Regions from separate parts of the Rattus norvegicus genome. Here region 1 is linked to region 2. A link is a contact called in public Hi-C data. All regions are on one chromosome and are shown on one strand. The core of a region is the stretch at or near the end of the contact, and the rest is flanking DNA. Distances in the headings are between cores, read along the strand shown.

Region 1 (6,433 bases), core at 3,103-5,602, 170 kb before region 2:
ACTGATGACTCGGACACCTAACAAGAAACACCACAACAACGGATCCGTGTGAATGTAAGTCATCAGTCCTAAGCCACCCAGGCACCAAGAGAGTAGGTGGAAATACGGAATCTGAGCTCAATTCCTACTGTTGTCACTTACCGATTGACAATTTTGGGCAGGTCACTTAACCTTCCAAGCCCCTCAGACATCATGCAAAATGGAGTCAGCTTCAACGGGAATGGTGACAAAGATGAAGCTAATGATTGTGGTGATAACTGCAGAGATGGTGTTGGTAGTAGGGGTGGACCATGTGCTGGTGATGGTGGTGACAAAGTGATAGCCATGATGATGGTGGTGATGATGGTGATAAGGTGATAACCATGATGATGGTGGTGATGATGGTGATAAGGTGATAGCCATGATGATGGCAGGTATGGCAGTGGAAGGGGCGATGGTAATGATGTTGGTGATGATGGTGATAAGGTGATAGCCATGATGATGGTGGTGATGTTGGTAATAAGGTGATACCCGTGATGATGGTGGTGATGGCAGGTATGGCAGTGGAAGGGGTGATGGTAATAATGTTGGTGATGATGGTGTGTTATTAGTGATGGTAGTGATGGCAGTGGCAGAGATGGTGATCACACTGTGACACTGGTAACGGTAGTGGTGGGTGGCAATGACAGTGCTGACAAAGATGAGGATCATGACGACACTGCCTTGCTTTTAGAGTTATTAAGAGGATACAATGAAACTGTTTAGGAAGTGTGTCTTAGCACGTTGCCTAGCTGGGTGACTGTGAGCTGTGGACTGAGTTTAGTTGTGGTCTTGAGGCACAAGCAAGGGTTGGCTCAGCCGAGGGGCTGCTCTCTGGTTTCTTTTTTTTTTTTTCTTTTTTTTTTTTTTCGGAGCTGGGGACCGAACCCAGGGCCTTGCGCTTCCTAGGCAAGTGCTCTACCACTGAGCTAAATCCCCAACCTCTGGTTTCTAAATAGTACTGCCTAGACGTGCTCTTCCCAGTAGACAGCCAGTCAAGTTTGAGGCACTCAGTGGTGCATGCCCTCAGTCTCAAATGGCAAGCACTTTATTGACTGAGCCATAGGGATGAAAGTTTCCATAGCAAGAAACATCTATGAGGCTGACCAACTGATTAGGACTTCGATGACAGTGGAATATTGCAGGTCCAGAACAATGTTATCTTGGGCTATCTTCAGTCTCCTTACAGGCCATTCCTTGCCTGCCTCTGTGCCTGACACGCCCTTGTGACTATCAGGTGAAACTGTTTTGCAATGTATTAACAAGCTAAAAACTCAAAATGTCATCAGTTAACACCCCTATCTGTAGCAGGGGTTCCCCACTTCTTCATATTCCTACCGACGCGCCTGACAGTGATCTGTTATATAAAATGCCACGAAGGCATTGCCACGTCAGAGAACGGAACTCAGAGTTTCCGAAATGTGCATTCCTGAGCCAGGATCATGTTTAGCTCCGGAATAAACTAACCCTCACCCGCCTTGAGGTGAGAATTTCGGGATTTGCATCTATAACCACCCTCCCCAGACCTGCTGTCACTGGCCTTCCTGTGGAAAGATCTACTTACTGAATTCAACATTTTCATGAATGATAGTGCAGATGACAGCGATGACAGCGATGAGCACCTGGAAGACAAAGACTTAAAGCTGAACGTTTTCATGTCCCCAAAGCATCTCATCAGAACGCTGTAGCGCAGACTGACCTACAGAATCTACCTTTTACCAGAAAAGGAATCAGAACGCCTCAGACATGGGTCATGTGTCATAGCCAGAGGATGTCTGTTTGTATGTTCTGTAGTTGGGTGCATTGTCTCACACTGCACAAGAGCTCTCGTCTGAGATGGATGGACTGATGGACAGATGGATAGGTAGACAGACAGACAGACAGACAGACAGACAGACAGACAGACAGACAGGCCTATGCTATTATTTTGGAGAAGCAGCTCAGGTAGAGGAACAGCAAGATATGCTTCTCACATCGTCAAGATCAACATATGGCCTCAAGTAGGGTGACCGTATAACTCTCTATTTGGAGCAGGAAACTCTATGGGCGGCTTTACCAATTAGTCAGGGCTGTACCGGGCCCAGTGGAGCTATGATCACCTTGGCTTAAAGGCCAGGAAAGAGGACTGGCAGAGCATTCATTCTCCCGCTGGTTTTGAATGCAATTAGGTTAATTTGGTTGGAAGTGACAGAAACCAATCTGATTGATGGTATGCCCAAAACAGTTAGTAGGAAGAGGAGGGTAGAACTGACTGAAAGATGCCGATGGGGCGAGGACACTCACAGACTCCAAGGAGACTGGGAATCTGCCAAGGGACTGAGGATGTCGTGAAAATGAATCAGTTCCCACACTCCGTCTCCAGGAGGTTCTACTCAAGCAAGTCACCATCACCACTGCCACCACACTAAATATACACACCCACACACACCACACAGCACACAAAACACACACACACATACACACCACACACACACACACACACACACACCACACTACACATACATCACAGTAGACACACTCCACTCCACTCCACAGCACACTAAACACATACACATACACACCACAGACACCATACACACTACACACATAAACATACTATACCACCCAGCACACAAACACACACATATACACACCACCCTATACACACCACAGTACACACACACACACACACACACACACACACACACTACAAGGACACTAAACACACACACATACACACACCACACACACCATATGCACCATACACACACACTACACTACACAGCACACTAAACACACACACACCACATAGCACACTAAACACATCCACATACACACCACATACATACACGCACACACACCACAGTACACACACACACACTATACAACATACTAAAAACACACAAACACACACCACAGAGCACACTAAACACACACCACAGAGCACACTAAACACACACCACAGAGCCCACTAAACACACACACACACACACACACACACACACACACTACAAGGACACTAAACACACACACATACATACACCACACACACCATCTGCACCATACACACACACTACACTACACAGCACACTAAACACACACACACCACAGAGCACACTAAACACATCCACATACACACCACATACATACACGCACACACACCACAGTACACACACACACTATACAACATACTAAAAACACACAAACACACACCACAGAGCACACTAAACACACACCACAGAGCACACTAAACACACATACACACACACACACACACACACTACAAGGACACTAAACACACACACATACACACACCACACACACCATATGCACCATACACACACACTACACTACACAGCACACTAAACACACACACACCACATAGCACACTAAACACATCCACATACACACCACATACATACACGCACACACACCACAGTACACACACACACTATACAACATACTAAAAACACACAAACACACACCACAGAGCACACTAAACACACACCACAGAGCACACTAAGCACACACACACACACACACACACACACACACACACACAGACTCCTCCACACACATGTGGTTTCATTCACGGCTGTGTTCCCACCTCCGGATTCATAGCTGCTTCTCTGTTTTTCACACTGAAGTCAAAATGGCCCTGCACCTCTGTAGTTAAAACCCTTGCCTACTTTCCACTATTCCACATACGAGCTCTGAGTCTTCATCGTGGCCCAGAGACATCTAAGGAGAAGGGAGTAGGCTCCAGGCAGACTTCATGCAAAGCTGGTCAGCATATGAAGAACTGCTCCTGCCAGGGCCTTCCATAGAAAAGGCTCACTTCAGTTCAGAGGCAGCCGCCTACCTTCTGTTTCTTTTACACAAGAGTCTTCCTAGCTGGCCTTGAACCCCAGGAGTATCTCAGTAGCCTTGAAATGTGTTTTATTTTTATGTCTCACTGGGAGCTGTGCCCTTGGTGAGCTTTAGTTGTTGCTCCCTTGGTCCTCTGGTGAGGACGCTGCCTGTGACTCTCCTTCAGCTCCCAGCCAGGACCCTCTGAAGCGCCTCCCTGCCTTGACAGAGCCACATGCAAACAGCTCCCATCACTGGCTGACCCCTTGGTCTCTGCTGTGGATGAGGCGCCAGTCCCACTTACAGTTCTGAAGTCCTGCTGCCCACAGGGGCCGTTCACAGAGGACGAGAGTGAAGCAGAGAAATGCTGGTTGCGCTGGCCACTGAGCTAAGGGAGAGCTGGAGGCTCGGCGCCTTCTGAGCCCGAATCTTGAAGGCTCTCATGACACCCGGGGCTCACCCCTTTCTCCTATGGGATGAGATGCTTTGCTGGGGGAGCCTGCCTTTGGCTTCCAGGGGGTAGTTGTGGGCACCATGGCAACAGCAGTCAGATTCCAAGGACTTCCTCTTCCGGGTTCTGATGTTAGCTCAGCTTGTGGTTCTCTGGGGAGGGGAGGGAGACAAGGCTGTCAGAAAACAGACTGTTAGTGACAGTTTGTCACTAGCATAACTCTGACTGGCTGCCAAAATATTTTCACAACAAAGGTAATTTGAATTCCATGGCCAAAATTAACCTTAATTAATACTACATCAATATTTGTGCATATACGTTTGTGTGTAGACACATTTCCCTCCCCCCATCCCTGTATTATTAATAGTGGTGACACTGTGTCTCTTGATATGGGAGAGAATGGTGGGTAGTGTATCCAGCCTCTGACAGACACTAGTGTCTCAAAGTGCAAGACCTGCAGCCCGGTTGTGCTCCTTTGCAGAGGAATGAGCTACACACACTGGGAGAGCCTTTGCAACATTTCCCATACCACCAGAGTGCATGCTGTCGGCTCTCTGACCTTGAGTCTGGTCTGCTGCTTCCCTCCTAGCCCACCGCCCAGGCCACGGTGTGATAGTGTGTGTGGAAGGAAGTACCTAAGCAAAAGCATTGTAGGGCAGCTCTGCCCTCTCTGTTGCTTCCACCCTTCCCTTTACCTCAGCCGTCCATGTAAACTTTCTCTGGAATAGAGGGCTTTATACGTGATTTGAATTAAGCTGTTTGAAATCTAAGAACCTGACCCTCCTGACACCACACCTGCCCTCTGGATACCATTTCCGGTACTACTTGGGTTACCGGCTAAAAGACAGCCCCTGAGCGCCTCCTATTGGCCACACTGGGAAAGTGTCCCAGGGAGACCCAATCCTCACCGCTCCTGAACCCAATGTTTGACCTTGCTCGTGTCAATCCCTTTCTGAAACCTTCGGCTCAGAAGCCTTCAGCTCCCCGGTAGATCGCTCCATGATTCTCTCCAGAGCTGAGCTGTGTGCCAAAGTCAGACACACGTACGTGAAAACAGCTCTAGCAGCAATCCCTCCCTGAAAGTTCTACCCGGAGGCATCCACTTGCAGATGACAAGGACCTGCCCTATGGGAGGGAAGAGTGGGGTTCAGACCCACCATCCTAGCTTTAGGCCAATGTTCAGGGGGCAGCTTTCTGTTTCCCCTGGCGTGATCTGGATCCGTAAGGATTGGCGAGAATGAGTCGGCTTCTGATTGGCGAGAATGAGTCGGCTTCTGATAGCACCGCTTAGGCTCCAGAGAGACGGGTGAGCAAGTTCCTACAGAGAACACGGCAACTCCTCCGATGGGGAGGCTGTGTGCACACGCTCAGGCACGGACGCATTTCCAGAAATGTGTTGTGAGGCCACAAGTGGCTGTTTATGTGAGTGAACACACACACACACACACACACACACACACACACACACACACAGTTGTATGGAGAGGGAAGTATAGCACAGTCGAAACAGTAACTGAACCTCCAACCAGACCATAAAGGATGAATTATCTCACAAGAAATGTAAAACAATCTTCTTTGAGCAGGTATGTGGGATGCAAACCCGTACTCCCAATACTGGGAAGTTGAGGCACAAGTCCGAGGTCGTCCTCAGTTATATAGGAAGTTTGAGGCCAGTCTATTGAAATGAAGAAGCAGACAAGTGAAGGAGTCCTACAGCAGCCCAATAAGCCTCAGGAGAGTACAGATGTCTGAGCTCCTGGAGCAGCCTGTAATATCAGAAGACAGACTGAAGCAGGAGGAACATCTTTCCCGTATCTTCCCCTGTGGGAAGGCCTACCTCAGTCTCACACCTCTGTGTTGTCTTGACACAGCCCCTCAGAATCCCAGAAGAGAAGCCAAGGGACTGGAAACACATGGCCCAGTCCCTCAGTAAGGCAGATCCTGGAGGAGCCAGCATGGCTGTCCCTCACAGCCTCTCACCGACAGTATAGCATCCCCAGCTGGCAACACCAGAAGAGAGGCGATCAAGCACAGAGCAAGTCTGACGCCAGGCCAAGAGAGCTGAATGTCAGAGAGCAGTCCCACATGTCGCAGAGAGTGACTATATACACCGAGGGCCGGGGGAGCAGGCATGTG
Region 2 (6,978 bases), core at 4,278-6,777:
ATAGAGACTAAAGGAGAAGCATGGAATAATAATAATAATAATAATAATAATAATAATAATAATAATAATGTTATTAATTATAGTAATAATAACTTATTATTATTATTATTATTATTATTATTATTATTAAAGTTTTTGTTTGTATTCGAGACAGGGTTTCTGTGTAGCCCTGGCTGTCCTAGACTCGCTTTGTTGATCATGCTAACCTCGAACTCATAGGAATCCACCTGCCTCTCCCTTGTGAGTGCTGGGTTTAAAGGCATGTGCCTCCATGTCAAGCCTCTAGAACTATTAACAAGGTGTGGGGCAGCTGCCAGTGGGTGAATCCAAGTATTGCTGGAGTCCTCAGAGAAAGACAGTAAATAAAAGAAAAATGGAGGAGATGAAGGCTGAAAAGTTTCCAACTTCAATTTAAACTGTAAACCTATGTCATAACCAAGAATGTCAACGATATGTACAAGAAACAGCAAAAAAACTGTATCAAGGTATATTACCATCGAATTGCTTAAAGCTGCTGAAAAATAAAACAATAAAAGCAGGGGGAGAGGGGCTGAAGAGATGGCTCAGCGGGTAAGAGCACTGGCTGCTCTTCCAGAGGTCCTGAGTTCAATTCCCAGCAACCACGTGTGGCTCACAACCATCTGTAATGGAATCTGGTACCCTGTTCTGATGGGTCTGAAGACAGTGACAGTGTACTCATATACATTAAGTAAATAAATCTTTTTTTAAAGCAGTTGAAGAAAAAGAACAAGTTAAGGACAATAACAAACTTATCAAAAATAATGCAAGTTGGAATACAGTGGGGTTAACATTTGATGGGGAAAAGTATTGCCCACTGAGAACTCTTTGCTCAGACAAAAATCTCTTTCTGAAATACAGTAAAATAAAGATTTTTTTTTTTTTTAGACAAGTGAAGGCTAAAAGAATTAACCAGCCCCATGTGGTGATATTAATCCCAACACTTAGGAGGTTGGATCTCTGTGAGTTCCAGGATGGCCAGAGTTACATAGTGAGATCCTGTCTCAATAAATAAATAAATAAATAAATAAATAAATAAATAAATAAATAAGCAAGCAAACAAATAAAATAAAAATTGCAAGCATGCATGAATTAATGAATAAAGCACAAATAGATTTACTGTTGTTGTTTTCAGTTTTCGGTGTTTTTGTTTGTTTTTGTTGTTGTTGTTGTTGTTGTTTGAGATTTGGTGTTACTATGTAACCCTGGCTGGCCTGGAGCTCAGAGATCCACCTGTCTCAGCCCCACAATTGTTGGGGTTATAGATATGCCACCTTCCCACACCAGATTTATCTTTCAAGAAATGTTAAAGGAAGCCCTTTACTAGAAGGGAAAGAACGCCAAATGGTGAACAGATCCTACACCAAAGAACACCAGACACCAGACTGGGCATGGTGCACATGCCTTCCCTCTATGTAACCAGTTGTTTGACGCAGACAAATCTATTGTTATGTATTTGTAATTTACACAGTAATAAATGTGCAATAACAATATAAGAAAGACTGAAGGCAGTGGCAGTTTATTCCTTTTGTTCCCTAAGATTTATTGTTGTGTGTGAATATTCCTGCATGTATGTCTGTGCACTGTGTGCATGCAGTGCCCATGGAGGCCAGAAGAGGGCATCAGATTCCCCTGGAACTGGAGCTACAGACAGTTGTGAGTATGGGTGTAGGGAACTGATCTTGGGTCCTCTGTACGAGCAGTCAAGTCCTCCTGAGCATGGAGCGGACTCTGCATCTCCTGAAGGCTCGCTCTTGCAAAACTCTACCAATGGACATGAAATGCTTCTTGAATCACTTCAAAGCAGATCGTGATACGTTAGCAATGCATATGATAGTTCCAAAACCGAAAACAAGTGGGGATACAAAAAGCGGGGAGTGTGGGGAAATGCTGCACTGTAGCCTGGTATTTTTACCATGCCTGCTTTCTCAGTAATTCAATGAACAAGTAGGCAGGAAACTATTCTGCATACTCAAGTCCTGACAACACCATCAACATGCCTCACCTGATCAACACTTATCAAATACTATTTGTTCTCTGTGTGTGTGTGTGTGTGTGTGCGCACGTGCGAGTGCGCGCCGAAGGACAACTTGAATGAGTCTGTTCCCTCCACTATGTGAGTGCATTGCTCTTGCCCAAAGGTGGCCCAGGCTAGCCCTGAATTCCTGATTTTCTTGTCTCTTTAGCATATGTTATGGTCATGAGCTACCACAATGGCTTAAATAATATTTACTAAAAAATAAAATAACTTTCTCTTTAAGTACAAAGAGAACAATTACTTTTTAAAAAGATCATATTTGCACTAAAGCTGTCTCAATAAAATCAAGACAATTCAGATACATGGACAATTTATCTGTCTACAGTAGGATGACATTATAGATCAATAACAGAAAGAAGTCTAAAAACTCATAACCACTTGGAGGCTGAAAAGCTTATTTCTCAATGGTTCATAGGTGAGATGAAGCAGAGGGAAACGGGAAGTGCTTTAATTGAATAGGAATAAAAATATAAAACTTCATGGAATATGCCAAAAATGGAGCTTAGAGCAACATGCCCACCGGGACAGCTGGGCTTTACAGAGGTCTCGGAGGAGCTCAGCTCCCACCTTACAGCACACACAGACTGGGTGCACTAGCAAGCGCTCTGAACACCATAGTTTAGAAATGGCTGAGGTGGAGCAGGAGAGATGGCTTAGCAGCTAACAGTGCACAGACCAGCCTGGGAACCTGAGTTCCCAGAACCTGCAGTGTAGGAGAGAACTCACTCCCTGAAGTTATCCTCTGATTTATGCACACACGCGTGCACGCGCACACGCACGCACACATACACACACACGCGCGCACACACTTTCGAAAAAGAAGAAATTGAGATGGTAAATTTCATGCAGTAATCGACAAGCAGCAGAGTATAGAAATCAACCACACACACCATTTAATCCCATTTCTTGAAAGAATTAGGGAAACCAATCAGTGGTGATAGAAGTCAGAATAACTCTCGCTCTCGGACAAGAAATCAGCTGGGATGAAAGAGAACATTCTGGGGTGACAGACATGTTCTCACTCTAGGTTTGAATGTAACTACACAAGTATGGGTGGGCGTAAGTGTTCACCAACTTCTCAGGTTTAGACATCTCTCTCCCCCCACCCCTAAAGAGACAGGGTCTCCCCGTATAATTCTAGCTTGCTAGCCTGCATCTCTCTATGTAGACCCAAGCTGGTCTTGAACTCACAGAGATCCACCTGCCTCGAGGTGCTAGAATGAAAGGCCTGCACTACCCACCTGGCTACCGATTTAAAACTAATACAAAAAGAAACTATAAGGATTCCTGTAGGAGAATCACTAATTGCCAGGGTCCGGGATGGGGGACAGAGAAGGGAGAGATGACTGGGTGAGCCCTGGGGGATGGATATTCACGGCAGGAAACCTTTCTGTATGATGACGTCACAATGAAGGGGACATGGCAGGACAGGTCTCACAGACCCATAGCATGAATATCAGGGTAAACCTTAGTGTAGGTGCTGGACTGTAGGGAGTAATAACCCAGCAGCATAATGGCTCAGTGACGGGAACAAACATACCAGTTAACTCAAGGCCTTCACAGTAACAGAAACCACACGGAGGAGGAAGAAAGAGGTGCCTGGGGACTTTCTATCCTGTCTTTCTCCTCTTCCTCCTCTTCTTCCTCTTCCTCCTCCTCTTCTTCCTCTTTGTCCTCTTCCTTCTTTTCTTCCTCCTCCTCTTTTTTTTTTCTTTATTTTTTTCGGAGCTGGGGACCGAACCCAGGGCCTTGCACTTGCTAGGCAAGCGCTCTACCACTGAGCTAAATCCCCAACCCCACCTCCTCCTTCTCTTCTTCAGTGTTTTTAAAAGCCAGATGAAGAGACTCATGCCTTTGATTTTATTCTAATTATGTATGTGTGTGTGTGTGTGTGTGTGTGTGTGTGTGTGTGTGTGTGTGTGTGTGTGTTGGGGTGGGGGTGTCACATGAGTGCAGTGCCTACAGAGGCCAGAAGAGGGCATCAGATTCCCTGGAGCTGGAGTTACAGGAGTGAACTGAACTCAAGTCCACTGCTCTTGGGAGCCATCTCTCCAGGCCCCCTATACTATCTCCTAAACTTTTCTGTACATTTAAAGCCATTCAAAGAATAGCCCATGATTTTAAAAGTATACATATATGTATATATGTGAAATATCTAGACACACACACACACACACACACACACACACACGAGCGCGCGCGCGCGCGTGTAAAAATGCTCCTCTCTTACACTCCAGAAAAGAACTGGAAAGCAAACCCAGAAAAGCATGAGAGGCTAACATTTTGATTGTAGTTTTCTACAGACAGGGAGAGTAGGAGAGGTTCCTCTGCCCTCCATTTTTCTCTATGTTTGCAGTTGTTGCAATAAATAAGTATTGTCTCATGACAAAAAATAATAACAACAACAATCCCTTTCTCTTACAATGGTCTATTCCTCCGGAATGGGTAGAGCCTTTAGCCTTGTCACTTCCAGCCCGTACTTAGGGGCAGGCTCCCTTCCACCCAACCCCCTCACCCCCCCACCCTCCCACCCCCCCCACCCTCCCACCCCCCCCACCCTCCCACCCCCCCCACCCTCCCACCCCCCCCACCCGTCAGGGCTCCTTCTGGCCAGAGAAAATAAACAATGAGTCAGAAGGACAGAGGATGACTCTTTTCCTTAGGCAGAAGCGGGGAGAAGAGAGCTGGCAGGCTGGAAAAGGATGGCAGGACAGTGCTGTGTGCTGTCTGCGACCTAAAGAACCAGTCCCACCGCTGCTCGGGGCTCCCATCAAATCTTGTTAAGCTTTCTCTAAGACCTGACTTTGTTTACAGGGAAACTAGATACTAAAGATCAACTGGATTTCTGTTCGAGTGTGTCTGTGGTTAAGGGTCTGTGGGGCGGCATCAATCAGGAGTGCCCCCTCCTGTCTCTGTGAGCCTGCAGCTTGTCTAACTTCTCTGAGCCTTGTTTTCCCCCCAGGGGTCCCCTCAGGTCAGGTATATGTATGTATCCAGAACTGCTTTGCTCCAGGATGTGCGTAGCCCTGGACCCTGGGTGTAGCACACAGCCACCATGTTAGCAGAGAGAAATAAGACATAGGTGAAGCCCATCGATTCTATTTAAAAAAAAAAAACAAATACAAAAACAAAAAAAAAAAAACACCCGGCTGCCTTCACTACACTGATTTTACTCAAACATGAAGGATTTTTGCTCTAAGCAGGAGACCATCTTATGAAAAGCAGCTGAGAAAGGAATGGTTTAACCAGAGTCTGAGACTCTTTGCTACTCTGAGGCACCTAGGCGCTGATGCTGCTTCAGGACTGACAGGAGCATCGGTGTTGGTACATTTACCCAAGACAGGTAAATCTCATCAACAGAGGTGGGGGGGACTATTGCTCCCTACCTACCGGCCCCCCACCCATCAGTCTGTTTACACTGCCCCACACTGCTCCAGTCCTCAGTGCTACACTGTGGTTTAAAGTCACTGAAATAATGCAAGGATGAGTTGGCCTTTCCGAGAATAGCTGTGTAAATCACAGAAACCACAGTAAGGACCTCACAGGATTTGGGACCATAATCACCCCATTAAATTGTCACTCTTCCCTACTGCCAGGGGCTTGCTTAAATAAAGGCCAGATCAGGAGCCTCCCCAGCCAGTCTTTACTTCAACAGTCTTTCCTTCACCACGTCTAAGTTGACTAATTTCTCCACAGTTGCTGGCGAGGGGGTAGCACCAAGTTATGAGATCATAGGGTAGTCTCTCACATACATTGCACAGAATTACAGACTGGCCTAGAACTTAACAATATAGACCAGGTTGGCTTCAACCCCACAGAGGTCCAGAGTCTCTGACACTGGCATTAAAGGCATGTGCCACCACACCCAATAATATTCTTTTTTTTTTTTACTGAGATTTCAAATGAGAATGTTAACAGTCATGCTTGAGGCCTAAGCACAGGTGACCTTTGAGAGTCACTGTCCTACCCTTGCCGGCTGTAAACAGTAATTTGCTGAGACTATGAACCTTGTTTACAGTCAAAACAAATGCCTTACCTTCCACGTGACCTTCTTATAAAAAAGTCTTTTTGACCTATTTTTTTTAACCACACTATAATCCTCTCCAATGTGTCTGAGAAACTACCCTATAATCTCACCCCCATAAAGGAAAAAACAAAACAACGAGGACAAAAATGCTGTTGCAAACACTATGGATACAGACAGGAAGACGATGCCCAGGTAAAGGCACTTGCCACCAAGCCCCGTGACATCAGTGAGTTTGATTGCCTAGAACCACGTGGTCAGAGAGAACCAGCTCCCATAAATTGTTCCCTGACCTTCCCAAGGGTACCTGGCGGACATGTACCCCCAATAAACGAAGGCAATTATAAATGAAACCCTGTGAACAGTGACTTCAGAAAGCACTACCCTACATAACTCATGTTAAGATGGCCACTGTACCTGCCCCTTCTGCGAATCCTATCCTGAGCATACGCTGTCTCTCTCATGAGCATCTTCCTTCTCTATCTAACACCTGTGCTTAAATCATTTATCTAGTCTTTAAAATTATTTTTTAAATTAATATGAACATGTATGTATATATGCACGTGAATGCATGTGTCTGCAGAATCCGGGGTGTTGGATCCCTTAGGGCTAGAGTTACGGGCAGTTGTGAGCTACCCAATATAGACACTGGGACCTGAACTGTGGTCCTCTGCAAGAGCAGTCAGCAATCTTAACTGCTGAGCCATCTCTCCAGCCCCCTGAATCTATTTTAAAATCTTTTTTCTTATTACACTCTAACTTTGCCTCATACTGAATCCTGAATTATTTTTCTGTGGCATGGTCAAAAATCCTGGTTCCACCTGAATGGAGGTTTCTCCAGAGTCACCCCTGGGGCTACTGCCCTGCTTCCTTCACAGCCGCCTCTTAGCTCAGCTAT

The links. Hi-C and Micro-C count contacts between places; a contact is called where the count stands out from the background.
Region 1: a contact with region 2 is called in a Hi-C map of the A7r5 cell line, with 4 times the contacts expected there. The contact joins the promoter of Btbd16 here to the enhancer-like site in region 2. A contact is called at or near these places in 5 of 12 Hi-C or Micro-C datasets (the A7r5 cell line, the Rat2 cell line, Schwann cells and 2 more).

The regions. Positions count from the first base shown.
Region 1 is chr1:194,763,919-194,770,351 of GRCr8, reverse strand. It overlaps Btbd16 (BTB domain containing 16), which reads right to left and starts at 4,352. Exons shown (of 16, transcript NM_001017464.2): 1 at 4,151-4,352; 2 at 1,583-1,640. The coding sequence starts at 1,600.
Region 2 is chr1:194,596,925-194,603,902 of GRCr8, reverse strand. It overlaps a transcript of Tacc2 not described here. Among named protein-coding and RNA genes, the nearest start is that of Trnap-agg25, 5.9 kb to the right of the region's middle. Within about 2 kb of position 5,527, at least 3 of the 93 cell types and tissues checked have an H3K27ac peak or open chromatin away from gene starts, as enhancers often do. A contact at or near this core is called in the A7r5 cell line, where this site is marked.